2 separate regions of the Mus musculus genome follow, and region 1 is linked to region 2. A link is a contact called in public HiChIP or PLAC-seq data. All regions are on one chromosome and are shown on one strand. Each heading gives the region's core, a stretch centred on a gene start, on an enhancer-like site or on the middle of the called end of the contact. The rest is flanking DNA. Distances are from core to core; before and after follow the strand shown.

Evidence for each region. HiChIP or PLAC-seq counts read pairs in DNA pulled down with a chosen protein or histone mark.
Region 1: an H3K4me3 HiChIP or PLAC-seq map of the SCID.adh cell line shows a contact between it and region 2, with 15 read pairs. The contact joins the enhancer-like site here to the promoter of Kdelr2 in region 2. A contact is called at or near these places in 3 of 39 promoter capture datasets (embryonic stem cells, liver and stem cell-derived epiblast-like cells), 1 of 15 datasets of contacts at CTCF or cohesin (the NIH/3T3 cell line), 3 of 115 datasets of contacts at active chromatin or transcription factors (the SCID.adh cell line and embryonic stem cells) and 3 of 9 other capture datasets (adipose tissue, liver and pancreatic islet).

The regions. Positions count from the first base shown.
Region 1 is chr5:143,481,554-143,488,429 of GRCm38.p6, reverse strand. It overlaps Daglb (diacylglycerol lipase, beta), which reads right to left. Exons shown (of 15, transcript NM_144915.3): 6 at 6,673-6,800; 7 at 4,078-4,204; 8 at 1,199-1,282. Among named protein-coding and RNA genes, the nearest start is that of Daglb, 20 kb to the right of the region's middle. Within about 2 kb of position 3,274, at least 12 of the 459 cell types and tissues checked have an H3K27ac peak or open chromatin away from gene starts, as enhancers often do. A contact at or near this core is called in the SCID.adh cell line, where this site is marked.
Region 2 is chr5:143,398,666-143,405,704 of GRCm38.p6, reverse strand. It overlaps Kdelr2 (KDEL (Lys-Asp-Glu-Leu) endoplasmic reticulum protein retention receptor 2), which reads right to left and starts at 1,885. Exons shown (of 5, transcript NM_025841.4): 1 at 1,653-1,885. The coding sequence starts at 1,743. Gm20635 (a long non-coding RNA gene) reads left to right here and starts at 1,963. Exons shown (of 3, transcript XR_868670.2): 1 at 1,963-2,096; 2 at 6,536-7,039.

The sequences.
Region 1 (6,876 bases), core at 2,025-4,524, 81 kb before region 2:
AATGGAGTTACTACGGATGGTTATGAGCTGCTATTAGGTGCTGGGAAGTGTACTCAGATCTCACCTAGGGCTGAGCCAAGGCCTGCTTTATATTGATACAGGGCCTAAGTTGCTTAGGCTAGCCCTGAACTTAAAACTTGTTTCAGCCTTCACAGTATCTGTGATTACAGGCCCATCCTGCCTGCTCGGCAGTAACACTGGTCCCTTCCGGGTAAGCAAAGGACCAGGAAGTGAGAGGAAAGGGTGGCAGAGAAGCCACCAGAAAGCAGATGCAGAAGACGGAAGGAGCTGAACAAAAAGAGGAGGTGGAGGGGACTGGGAGACAAGGGGCTCAAGGCAGCATATGGGGACCGGAGGAAGGGACGGCCTGCAGAGAACCCCAAAACAAACTTGACAGTCTGACTTTTTAATCTGTATGTCTTGTGCATGTGCATATTTGTGTGTACAAAGCACGTGTGTCATGGAACAGGTATGGTGCTTGGATCAGAAAACCACGCAGATGCCATCTTTCATCTCCCAGGGTCTCCTGCTGGCCAGTTTACGCACCAGGCACTGTGGCCCTTGGCATTCCAGACAGACTCCTGTTTCATCTCCCATTTTGCTGTAGACAGCTGAGATGACACACACAGAGGCCTCCGGATTGTATGTGGGTTCTGGGGGTCGTATACAGGTCCTTCCCCTTTACCACTGAGTCGTCTCCCCAGCTGGCCCTGCCTCCTTTTTAAAATTCTGTCTATGTAGCCCAAGCAGGACTCAAACTTGCAATCCTCCTGCTTCAGCTTCCAGAGTGGTGGGGTTACAGGAGTGTACCACCATACATGGCTCTGTGTCTTCTGATACAAGACTGGTCTTGCCGTTCCATCTGGCTTTGGGTGCAGAAATTAGAGTGGCTCCCTAGGCTTGGGGCTCATCTAGGCATCTCTAAGGGTCGGCAGGAGGCAAACCAAGTAGGTATCCCTTGAGCCTGTCTTGGGACGTGCTGGCATCTCTGCTGCCAACAGCTGATGGCTGAGTGGGAGTATGTTTCCCACTATGTTTCCAGTCAGAGTTTCACAACCCACACTTCCCTTGGTTCCCTCGCAGGCAGTGGCTTTCTGTTCCTAACGGAAGCTTTCCGTAGCTCTGAGCACCTCACTTGTGCCTACGTCCCCGCTCCCACCCTGTCCAGGTCTGAATCTGTCAAGCACACCAGCATTACCTGGAGAGACATGGTCCCTCTCACGGCGACCACAACAGACTCCTTCCTGTGGTCCAGAACCACTATGAAGGGCAGCTCATACACCTGGAAGACAAGAAACCAGCACAAGGCGGGACTCACAGCAGCACAGCAACACCAACTACAGAGAAACCTGGTTTTCTCTGATGCCAGTGACCGGCTCTGGCGTCCATGTGGTGGGTAAACTGAGGCAGGCAGCCGTTAGGGGTCAGAGCTTAGAGCTGCTGATAGGGGTGGATCCAGACACCTACAGGGGCTGCTGCCAAAGGCAGCCAGTGGTTAGAGAAGTTACTCAGCAGACTTTCCTCTGAGGGAACAAAGCTGGCGCTCCCTGTGGTCAGCAGGAACTATGAACTCTTTAATCCTTTGGGGCCAGCGAGAAAGAGTAGGAATGAGAAAATTCTCTCTTTCTTTCTCTCTCTCTCTCAATGGACAAAACAAAACAGCAGAGTCCAACAACTTTATACATACAAATACGCATGTGCATGCATGTGTTTATACACACATATATGCATACATACATATATATAGACCTATACACAAGCATATACACATATAAAGCATATATACATATAAAGCATATACACATATATTTATACTCACACATATTTATATTCACATATAAAATGGTAGAGCAAAGCTCCAGAAGGTGGGCTCCAAGCATTTTACTTACACACACACACACACACACACACACACACACACACAAAATTGGTGGATGGAGCAAGCTCCAATACACACCAGACAAGCTTTATATACATACACATAGGTGATGGATGGACACCAACAGTTTTCCAGCCCTTATTCACACAAACCTTACACACACACACACACACACACACACACACACACACACACTCTTTCTCTCTCTTACACACATACACACACACACACTCTCTCTCTTACACACATACACACACACACTCTCTCTCTCTTACACACATACACACACACAAACTCTCTCTCTCTTACACACACACACACACACACACACACACACACACACACTCTCTCTCTCTTACACACACACACACACAGAGTTGATGGACAGAAGCAAGGATATTCCAACCTTCCACTCACAAACTCTAAATCCTCAGAATGCTTATCTACTCATCAGTCAATCTTAATAAATCCTATCAGGAAGATGAGGGCAAAATGGGTACAAGAAATCAGTCCTCACCAGTCCAGACTCAGTGAGTCCTGTCAGCCAGGGCTGCCATTGTTCTAGTTCCCTGACCTTAAAAGGTCCCTAGTTTAGCTAATAAGAGTGTGCCTCTCTGAACTATAAATTACTTCCTAAGGTTTTCTCCATCAGAGCCAGTAGTAAAAACATCTCAACCTAGCTTCACTAACAATTTAATTTTTCCAAATGTTCTCATGGCTGACAATCTGCATCTCTAAGTTCTGGTGACAGGATCATTAATGTGCCCCAGCAGCAGTGCCTGAGAGAGATCAAGCATAGCATTGTATGCGTCCACGATACTGTCCCCTGAGGGACTGGAAACCCCTTAGAGTTTTAATAGAATTCTTAGACTAAGAGGGATGTGAGGGCAGCAGGCAGAGCAGAACCCCATAACAGCACGAAGCCCTCAGAACTTCATGGACACATGGTCCTCGGAACCGTGCCACGCCGAGGCTCACTCACGTGGCGGTGGTAAGCTGTGGGCTGCATCCACGATCTAAAGCCATCTGCCGTTCCTCTGCATGGCCCTCGGCACTCTGACTGGGTCTCTCTCTATCCTCCTGCCTCAGCCTCTCAAAGGTTGGGATTATGAGCACACACCACCATACTTGGCAATTTCAGAAGTTATGTGTGGAGGCTGTGTGTGTGCATGTGCGTGTCAATGCATGTGTGAAGCAACTGGAAGACAACTTGAGGGAGCTCATTCTCCTTCTACTGTATAGATGCCAGGAACTGAACGTGGCTTCTCAGGCCTGGAGGCAGATGCCTTTACCCACTGAGCCACCTCGCCAGCCCAACTATAGAACTCTTCCTAAAAGTTCTGCCAAAACACTCTGTGAACCACAGAGTCTGAAAACAGTTGCACGCCACCAGTAGCGGTTACAGAGGTTAACCACACAAAAGAGGTTAGAGAGCAACTAAGTAATGCTAACCACAGACTTTCAAGCGGGTAGGCAAGCTTTCTGTGTGTGTGTGTGTGTGTGTGTATGTGTGTGTGTGTGTGTGTGTGTGTGTATAAAAGTAAAAAGGCTGGGAATTAGCAAGATGGTTCAGTAAGTTATGACACTCACCAACAAGCCTGATAATCTGAGTTCAATCCGCAGGACCTGTATGCACACATGCAAGAGTGCACACGCGTGTGCACACACACACACACACACACACACACACACACACACACACACACACACCACTAATAAAGATGTTTGGTTTGGTTTGGTTTGGTTTGGTTTGGTTTGGTTTTTTGAGACCGGGTTTCTCTGTGTAGCCCTGGCTGTCCTGGAACTCACTCTGTAGACCAGGCTGGCCTCGAACTCAGAAATCCACCTGCCTCTGCCTCCCGAGTGCTGGGATTAGAGGCGTGCGCCACCACTGCTTGGCCTATAAAGATGTTTTTTTTAATAAGAGCTAGGAATATAGCTCACTAGTAGAGTGCTTATCTAGCTTGTGAAAGGTCCTAGTTGAAGTCCCAACAACAGACATACACACACACTGACACTGACATACATGCATAAACACACACAAACACACACACACAGACATACACACTTACCTACATATACAGAGACACACACACACACAAACACACCGACACAGACATACACAAACACACACTCCCACCACCAGACCCCACAGGAGTCCAGGACCCACATCTAGAGCACCCTGCTTGAGACAATACCTTGTCGTGAAAGCTTATGTGAATGAAATCCCTGTACTGCAGCCCTGTGGTCTTCAGGATGGAGGCGAAGTGGCAGTTGTGCTGGTCACCTTCCACTGCATCGTACTCTATGTCTCTGGCTCTGCAACTACAGGGAACGGAAAGAGGTGATTGTGGTACCCGTGCCTTCCACCGTACACGGTGACCCCGTGGATTTATCTAGAGAACTCGGGAGGGGAGGGCTGGATACTTCTCAGACATTCTAGCAGATCCATGGGGCTTGCACATGGGACAAATGCTTTTTCAGTGAGTTACTACATTCTAGATATTCATTCATTCATTCATTCATTCATTCATTCATCACGTGTCTATATGTGTCTGTGCGCACATTTGCATGTGCACTCACACATATATGGACATGGGATATCCTACTCTGACATTCTTTCTGCCTTAACTCCTCTGAGACAGGGTGTCTTGCTGAACCTTCACACGTGCTCTGGCATGCACGCACCCACATACATCATATGCATACATTAATAATAAAGAAAAATTTAAAAATTTCCAGTAGAAATGTAGGAAGAAGGCCCATACGGTGGCACGTGCCTGTAACCCTAGCCCTTGGGAGGTGGAGGCAGGATGATCAGGACTTTGAGGCGATCCCTGGCTACAGGAGGCCCCGTCTCAAAACTACCAAAACTCAAGTAACCAGGGAAGTGCTCAGAAAGTGACAGGGACCACCCAGCACAGTTAGGTCGGTGTAGCCGTGTGTGCATGTGTGTGTGTGTGTGTGTGTGTGTGTGTGTGTGTAACCCTGCACCGTGAGGTTAGGGGTGGAGACAGGAGGAAGCTGGGGCTGCTGGCCAAAAGCTTAGCTCCAGGTAGAATGAGAAAGAGACCCTATCCCAAGAGAATAAAGGGGAGAGAAGAACAGCAGGACAAGGGGTGTCCTCCCCTGGACTCCAAGCACGTGCGCACGCGCACACACACACACACACACACACTCGGACACACTCCAGTCTCATCTATTACACACATGCATATTACTGGGTCAACAGGAAGAACTCAAACACGAGTTACCAGTTAACAATCAAAGATAAAGTTCCTGATTTTTATAATTTTACTGCAGTGAATATTGTGAGGACATCAGGCAAGATGTTAACAGATAAAGAAACCTGAGCTGGCAAGACGGCTCAGCAGGAAAGACACTTGTCACCAAACCTGGTGATCTGAGTTTGATTCCCAGGACCCCTTCGGTGTGTGAGTCCCTCTTACCTTCAGAGAGTGAACATTTTCCAGACCTTGTAAGCAAGTTCATAATATATCCTGAGATCATGTAAAACAGGTCCTCAACCTGCTGTCCTACTGTGTACTCAGCCTGGTTAAGTTTAACCCGCCCTTAAAAGAACAACGTAACTGACCTTAATCTGCTGTGTTCTTCCCACGTAATCACCTTCTAACCTACGTTAAATGCACAGCTCCACTCTTTTCTTTAGTTTGGTTTTTTGAGACAAGGTTAGAACTCGCTCTATAGACCAGGTTGGCCTCAAACTCACAGAGATCTGTACGCCTCTGCCTCCCAAGTGCTGGGATTAATGGTGTGCATCACCACTTCCTGGCCTGCACAGTTCCACTCTTGGACTATCTACTCTTCCATAGCCTGATCCAGAATAACATTGTGTGTGTGTGTGTGTGTGTGTACGCCTGGGTGTGCGCTGTGGTAATTTGCTGAAGCAGCCATGACTATGACATGAATGGTGGAAACAATATAGCGACACAGGTTGATGACATCTGTGTGCGGTTTTGAGTGCTGTTCTAGGTCAGTAAAGTAACTCCCTTGTCAAACTCAGCTAAAGATCTCTGTAGAAGAACCCCCCCCCCATTCCCTCCCCCTCCCATGTTTTCCTCACTTGTCAATAACTGAAGCAAAGCTCTTTGTTAGGGACAGACAGCAACACAGACAACAGACAAAGAGCAGACGCACAACAGACAGGCCTCAGACTACAAGCTGCAGACATACAGAAGACATGGAGGGAAGCCGTCAATCACATTTGGGCTAGCCTTGGCTCACTAAGAAAGGGAAGTCTTTCTTTTCATTCTTTGTGTGGCATCAATGTAACAATGTCAGAAAGAGAAGGAGTCTTGTATCTTCCACATCCTCACTGCACATATACATCAAACAAACAAACAAACAAATAGAAAAATGTAACTAATTACAAGTAGCTTTTTTTAAAAGTTCCAAGTGCCAGTGTCTACTTATAATCCCAGCACTTGCGAGGCAGAAGAAGTCATCTTGGTGAGTTCAAGGCCAGCCTGGTCTTCATACCAAGTTTCTCTCAAGCCAGGCAGGGACTATATAAAACCTTTATCTAAAAAAAAAAAAAAAAAAAAAAAAAAAATTTGTGCCACCACTGCCCTGCCAAAATTTTTGTTTTTTAAAAGAGATAAAGTGTGACATCTAGAGAACTCAGGACATAGTGAGTCACAGGTCTAGACAGTTCTAGATAGAGAACTTTTTTTTTTTTTTGTTCTAGTCTTGTATGCTTTTGAAATGTAGGTTTTTTGTTTTTAAAAAAAGAGGGGAAAAAAATCTGAAAGGATCAGGCTACGCTAACTTACCAGTCGCCACCAATCCTGCACAGCCCCGTGAACGGGTTCCTGTAGATGTAGAGCGGCCACCCATAGGCAGCTGCTGCAAACGGCATGTAATGATGGCAGTTCTCCACTTCTGCATCTAACTCAGTTTCCTGGGAGAGAGAAGGAAAGCAGCCTTAGCTGTGTGCGCACTCCAGTGCGGGCAAACATGTCGCCCAGCACAGCCTC
Region 2 (7,039 bases), core at 636-3,135:
CCGAAACAAAGGTTAATTGGAAATTCCAAATTCATTACTGCTTATGCGTCAATCCTGGCTTCATCGAAAGCCTGCTAACCTGCCTAAGACTCGGTTCCCTCATCCAGTCCGGGGACCGTTGACATGGTTATTTTAAGTACTGCCTGAGAGGAGCGCTATAACACTCAGCTGACTACTTAATGCACACCTATCGCAACTGAAGCAATTAATTGACTGTCATTCTGAATCCCACACTGGGCTCCCAGTTCACCTCCCAGTCAGATCCCCTGGTTCAGTACAAGGACTTTGTGACGTCCACTTCGATCGGGCAAAGGTCTTTTGGGTTGTGCTTACTTCCTGGATCTCAACTATGTTCCAGGGAGAGATGAGACCTTCAGAGAGCAGAGTCAAAGGGGCGGTGCTACTTTAGATGAGGTGTTATTAATAAACCAGATAGGTGGCGTCTCCATCACCCAGGGCCTTTAGGACTTCTATTTTCTGCTGTCTCTGAAAAAAATTAAATTTGAGTTTACAAAGTTATTTCATTTGGGGACATAGCATTAAGGACAGTATTTTAAGAATATATTTATTTAATCAATCAATTAATTAATGGGTTTTTGGGGAGCAGGGGGTGTTTTTGGAGACAGGACCAGCATGTAGTCCATTCTCATTTTGAATTCCTGAACCTCAGGTTACCACCTCTCGAGTGCTGGGATTACAGGCAAGCACCATCACACTCACCAAGAACTTATCTAAAACTTGTAAGATTCCTAATATTTAACGAAAGGCAGAAGTCCACAGCTATTATGTGAGGAAAGTTCACTCTACTGCCTCTCTGCAATGTAGTTTGAGGGAGGTACAGCGCCAACTCAATGGTGACGTGGAGCAAGGATACTAGCCGAGAACAGAGGCCTCTGTGGTACCCAGCGCTGGCAGTTTAAGAGAACCAGTTATTAGACGGCCACACTCAAGGATGAAAAACTAGCTTGCTTCTCAGAGTAACATGAAAACTATGCCAAGCAACTCACTTAAAAGATCCACATCTCTTTTTATGACGCATGAGATCCCGAACCCCAAGGCTTGAGTTGTAGCCTCATCAACTGTAAGCACAGGCCAGACCTGACACCATCCTGCCCCCACATCCCATCCTCTGCTTGTCCTTGAAGATAACAGAATGAATAGCAGGATGCCCCTCTTCCTCCAGCCAGCCCCACCTTCGCGGGTGGCCTGGCTGCCACGTCAGGCCCAGCTAGTCTGTGGTCCTATCCATCCTCCTCGAGCAAGTCTCCCATTGATTCCTGGGGACTCAGAGGCGCCCCCCAAAAGTCCCATGGAGAGGGACACGCCCACTAGAGCCCCACAGATCCCGTGCTAAACTTTTCAGATGCAGCAGGACGCGGGGGCAGTTACGCCAGCGCTCGCTGAGCCAGGACGGATCAAGTTCGCGAGCGGACCAAGCGCAGAACTGGGGGGCCCAGAGCTGCGACGGACACCCCAGCCCGTGTGCACACTCGGAGGGGTTTCGTTGCCCGCCGAGCAGGCCGAGATGGGTGTGTCTGGCCATCGCAAGCCCGGCACAAAGCCTCCGGAACGACCGAGAGCCGAATGGGTCGGTCGAATGGGCCAAACGCGCGCGCTCCTGCCCCGCGCGCCTCGCCCCGGCGGCCGCTCACCAGCACAGGAGCGCGTCTTCCAGATCTTCAGCAGTAGGATGACGATGGCCGCCAGGTGGGACAGGTCCCCAGTCAGCCGGAAGATGTTCATGGCGGCGGCGGTCGGCGCGGCACAGCGGCACCGGAGCTAGGCAGCGACTCGGGACGCGGCGACAGCAGCCCCGGAGAGAGGAAGCGGCGAAAGATGGCGGGAGCGGGCGCGACGTGGCCAGGGACGTGGCCGAACTGCCGTCGCGCGCGCGGGGCAGCCTGGGAGAGCGGGCGACCGCTGGGGCCACGCCCCCGCCACGCCCCTTAAAGGCCCAGCGTCGGTGAGCAGCCGGACTTTACATCCCGCGTGGACGGTCAACTGAGGACCCAGAGTCCTCCGCAATTTCCGTCTCCAGGGTTTCCGCCTAGGTGCCAGCGATTTCCTTCTCTAAGTTTTTGAAATGCCACTCAGTTGTGAGTATTGTCTTGTTTTTTTTTCCATTCCCTACTAAGATAGCAGAAATACCTATCTCAGAGGCATTGCGAGGGTAGAAAGCAAGATTAAAATTTCTGTGATTAAGAACTCCAGCTTCTCTTGTATAGGACCGAAGTTCGATGCCCAGCTCCTAACCTCGGGGAGCTTACATCACCTTTAACACCAACTCCAGGGAATTCATTGCTTCTGGCCTTTGAGAGCACCTGCACGCCCATGCACACACCCACACACAAACTAACACACACATTTTAAATAATAATAAAAATAAGTCATAAGAAATCTGTCAAAATCTATTAATTTTTATTTAAAATTACATTAAAATTTTGTATTAGGGATGGAGAGCTGGCCCAGTGGATAAGAGCAATTGCTGTTCTTCTAATAGACCTGATTTCGAGTCCCAGCACCCACAACTGCAGACTCACAACAGCCTGGAACTCCAGTTCTATCTGACACCTCTCACCTCTGAGGGTGCCTTCATGTGTGTGCGCGCGCACACACACACACACACACACACACACCCCTGAAACAATAAAAATAAAAATAAAAATTTATTTGTGGACTGTGTGGGCACATCCAGTCAGGCCCAGTTCTCTCCTTCCATCTTGTTGGTTCCTGGGACTAGGCTCAAATCTCCAGGCTTGGTGACAAGCCCCTTTAGCCGCTGAGCAACCCCACCACTTCTTTTTCTTTCCTCTCCCTCCTCTTCCTCTTCTTTCTTTTTGCTTTTATATGTCTGTTCACACGTGTGTGTGCACATGTGTAGGCTGTGAGGCCAGCTATTTCTAGGACCTTCTAGATCCTGTTACACCTTATATATTGAAGCAAGGCATCACACTTGAACCCAGAGCTTGCTGATTTGGCTAGTCTAGCAGGCCAGCTTGCCGAAGGGATCCCCTGTCTCTATCTCCCAGGCTTCAACACAGCCTAGCATTTATGTGGGTGCTGGAGATCTGGGCTGTGTTTCTCGCAGACATGTGTCAGCAATCTTTCTGGATTTACAGTGTTTCTTGTTTGCCATTTAAGAAGAAACTTGGAGGCTTAAATGATGGAGCAGGGTGGGAAGATGGGGCTGAAGCACTAACCCATGCGTCATGGGTTACCTTGGAGATGGCTCAGTTAATAAAGCAGTCACTAGCCATACATGAGGTCTGGAGTTCAATCCCCAGCCCCCGATTAGCCAGCTCCTTACTATTAATGTTAACGACTTAATTTTTAAGTTATTAAATAAATAACTTAAATTAGCAAAGATGTTGGGGCTGGGGCCTTCATGTGCAGCCCTGGCTGCCTGAGCGAGAGAACTATCTGACAGACAGACAGACAGGCTCTACTTACACTAGCACCAGAAGTCCACAGAGAGCTTAAGAAAGCCACATAATGCTGGGCGGTTGTAGCACATGTCTTTAATTCCTGCATTCAGAAGGCAGAGTCAGGTGGATCTCTGAGTTCAAGGCCAGCCTGTTTTATAGACTTGAGTTCTAGTACAGCCAGGGCTACATAGAGAAACCCTATCTCAAAGGGCTGGGGAGATGGGGTGGGGAGATGGCTATTGGACATGTGTGTGTGTGTGTGTGTGTGTGTGTGTGTGTGTGTTTATTCTTGTATTCTCTCCTCCCGTGATGTGGGCCCTGGCTCATTACACTTGGCAACAAGTACCCTTACTCCATTGAGCCATCTTGCTGACCCATGATGGCTGTTAATTGTTCCTATGCCTGATGGTGCAGCCTCAGCAAAAATTGTTTCAAAAGGTGCTGGACCTCTGGTTATCACTTGTTTATGTGACCTCTGGATGACCCTGCAGTTCTTTCCACTAAGGCCTGAGGTACTTGTCTAGTAGCCTACCAAAGCAACCGCTGGTAGAGCAAATGAGGCAGTGCTATGATTGGTGCAAATATTAGCAACATTTGCATGTCAGGTCTGCTGTGATTGGTGGAAATTCCCCCTCCCTGGCAATTTAAGCCGATGGTTGGGTTTATTAAGTGAAACATGGTTCCAGGGCTGGTCTTTGATTTTCTTTTTAAGATTTATTTATATTTTACATGAATGAATGTTTGCCTCGATGTGTTTAAGTGCACACTATGTGTATGCTATGCCCACAGAAGCCAAGAAGCAGGCATTCTGCAGCAGATGCAGCCTGCACATGGGACATGATTTAGCAGAGCTTTGCTTTGGCTACACTGTACCAAGCTGGTGTGTAGAAAAGAGCTGGTCTTTCATTCCTTCTCTTCCCCTTCCCTCCCTTCCTTTTGTTTTGTTTTTGAGACACGTTCTCATTGTGTACCCTTGGCTGGCCTTGAACTTACAGAGTTCAAAGAGATTCACTTGCCTCTGCCTTCTAGGCATACTGGGCTGCCTCCTCCTCCTCCTCTTTCTCCTCATTCTTCTTTGACAAGAAAAAAATTGAGCCGGGCAGTGTTGGCACATGCCTTTAATCCCAGCACTTGGGAGGCAGAGGCAGGCGGATTTCTGAGTTCGAGGCTAGCCTGGTCTACAGAGTGAGTTCCAGGATAGCCAGGGCTACACAGAGAAACCCTGTCTCAAAAAAAAAAAAAAAAATTGAGACAGATTGTCATGTCACCCAGGCTGGCATCAAACTTAGTATGATTTGACTGTTGGGATCCTAGGTATGCTCCCCCACATGGGGCTTATGTGGTCTGGGCGTGGAGGCCAGGGCTTTGGGAATCCTGATTAACACTCTGCCAGTGGAGCTGCATTGCCGGCCCCTGGTTGCTTCCTTGAGCAACTTGGTAGCCCTTGCTTTCCTGCTACTTTCGTTTGGCCGGAAACAGCTGTGACAAGCAGGAAATAAACCGATGACAAGGTCCGCACTAAGTAGACACCTGGTAGCCGAACCTTGGGCATGTGCAGGTTTACCAAAGGAGGGTAAACAGCTGCCCGGCGTAAAGGTCGAGGTAGATAAGGAGAACAGGTTCTCGTGGCCTCCTATGTGGGAAACTGGTAGACCTGGGGAACTGGCGGCAGAGAAGCCAGCCTGTGCCTTGCCCCGGTGAGTGGAGGACACAGGTAACAGGAGGAGACATCACCTCAGGAAAGTCTGGCCCTGAGGGAGGGGAGAGGGTATCAAGCCACTAGGATCTAAAACTGCTCTTAGAGACAACAGAGCGCCATGGCAGAACGAGCCAGGAGATGATGGTCTACAGTCAGGGGTGGACCACGAGCCCTGGAGCCTGGGAAGGCAGGCGCATGGTGCAAGTGAAGAGTTGGCTTGCAGGCAGCAAAGTGGCTCAGCAGGGAAAGGTGCTTGCCACCAAGCCTGAGTTCAAGCCCAAAGACCTACACATGAAGATGGGAGGAAACTGGCTCCAGCAGGTTGTCTTTCACACACACACACACACACACACACACACACACACACACACTCACACACACACACACACACACACACACACACGTGTGTGTGTGTGCTGACCTGAGTTCAAGTCTCTGGACCCTCAAGGAGAGAGCCTATTCCCACGTGTTGCCCTCTGACAGTCATACATGTGATACCTGGGTGCTCACGCACACACACACAAATAAATAAATGTAAATGACCTTTAAAACATGGAGGGGGATTCGGGGAGATGCAACAGGTGCATAAAAATTTGTAGAAGATTATATGTATGTGTGTTTATGCATGTGTGTATTGCTGTATGTGTGTATATGTATGTGTGTGGTGTGCTGTGTGTATGTGTGTGTGCATGTGTGTATATGTGTGTGTAGTGTGCTGTGTGTGTGTATGTGTACACACGCACATGCGTGTGCGTAGGGACCCTGCCTGACAGAACCTGGTCTTTATGAAGCATTGGCTCACCTACAGACTTTGGAGGCTTGCTTGAGACTAGGATTCTTCATCAGCTCCTTGGTAGCCACCCTCCCCTCAGCCAGGCAAGGCCCGTCCCTTCGGGATGTGAGCTGTGCCTGCTGGTAAAGAGTGGCCCTTGCTAACTGTTGGCACCCCTCACATGGTAAGGAGTGGCCCTGGCAAACTGTTGGCATCCCCTCACAGGAGAGGATGGAGGGAGGGCCATAAACCCTCACCAGTGTCCCGCCACTCCTCCCTGGTGATCCTGTTCAGTTTTTCATAATGGCACAGTGGCCTTGGGAGGGCCTTTCAGGAGGGGCTAGAATGCAGGCTGGGAAGGAGGGCATCTCACGGAAGGCATCATTCATGCTGGGGGAAGATTTTCCAGTGCAGCTGCTTTGGGCCGCCCATACTGCCGCCAGTGGCCCCTCATCTATGCACGGTAGGTAAGCTCAGTGAGCCCACCGGTTCCTCAGGGGAGCTCGGGTGCAAGCACATTGTGGTTTTCCATTGGCTCCTTAGAAGAGAGCGTAGACATCGTGTATCCTGCAGGGGAAGATTCTCCCAATTCTTGTTAATCAAGGCGCTGCGGTGGGCTTGTGTTCCCCTCAAATGCAGATGGTGAGACCCCCAACCTCCACCACTACTCACTGGGTTGTCAGTGTATTTAGAGACACGGCTCTTAAAGATGCCATTAAAGGCAGGAGAAGCATTTCTCAAGTTAGCAACTTGCACAAGAAAGGTGGCTGAGCAAACCAGAGGGAACAGGCCGGTAAGGAGACTTCCTCTGCGCTTCCTGCATCAGTTAAGGAGACTTCCTCTGTGCTTCCTGCATCAGGTAAGGAGACTTCCTCTGTGCTTCCTGCATCAGGTAAGGAGACTTCCTCTGCGCTTCCTGCATCAGGTAAGGAGACTTCCTCTGCGCTTCCTGCATCAGTTAAGGAGACTTCCTCTGCGCTTCCTGCATCAAGTAAGGAGACTTCCTCTGCGCTTCCTGCATCAGTTCCAGCCTTCCCTGTGTTCCTGGCCTGACCTCCCTCAGTGACAGACAGGGATTGAGATGTGTACGCCTGATAAACCCTTTTCTTCACAAGTGCCTTTTGATCCCGATCTTTATCATAG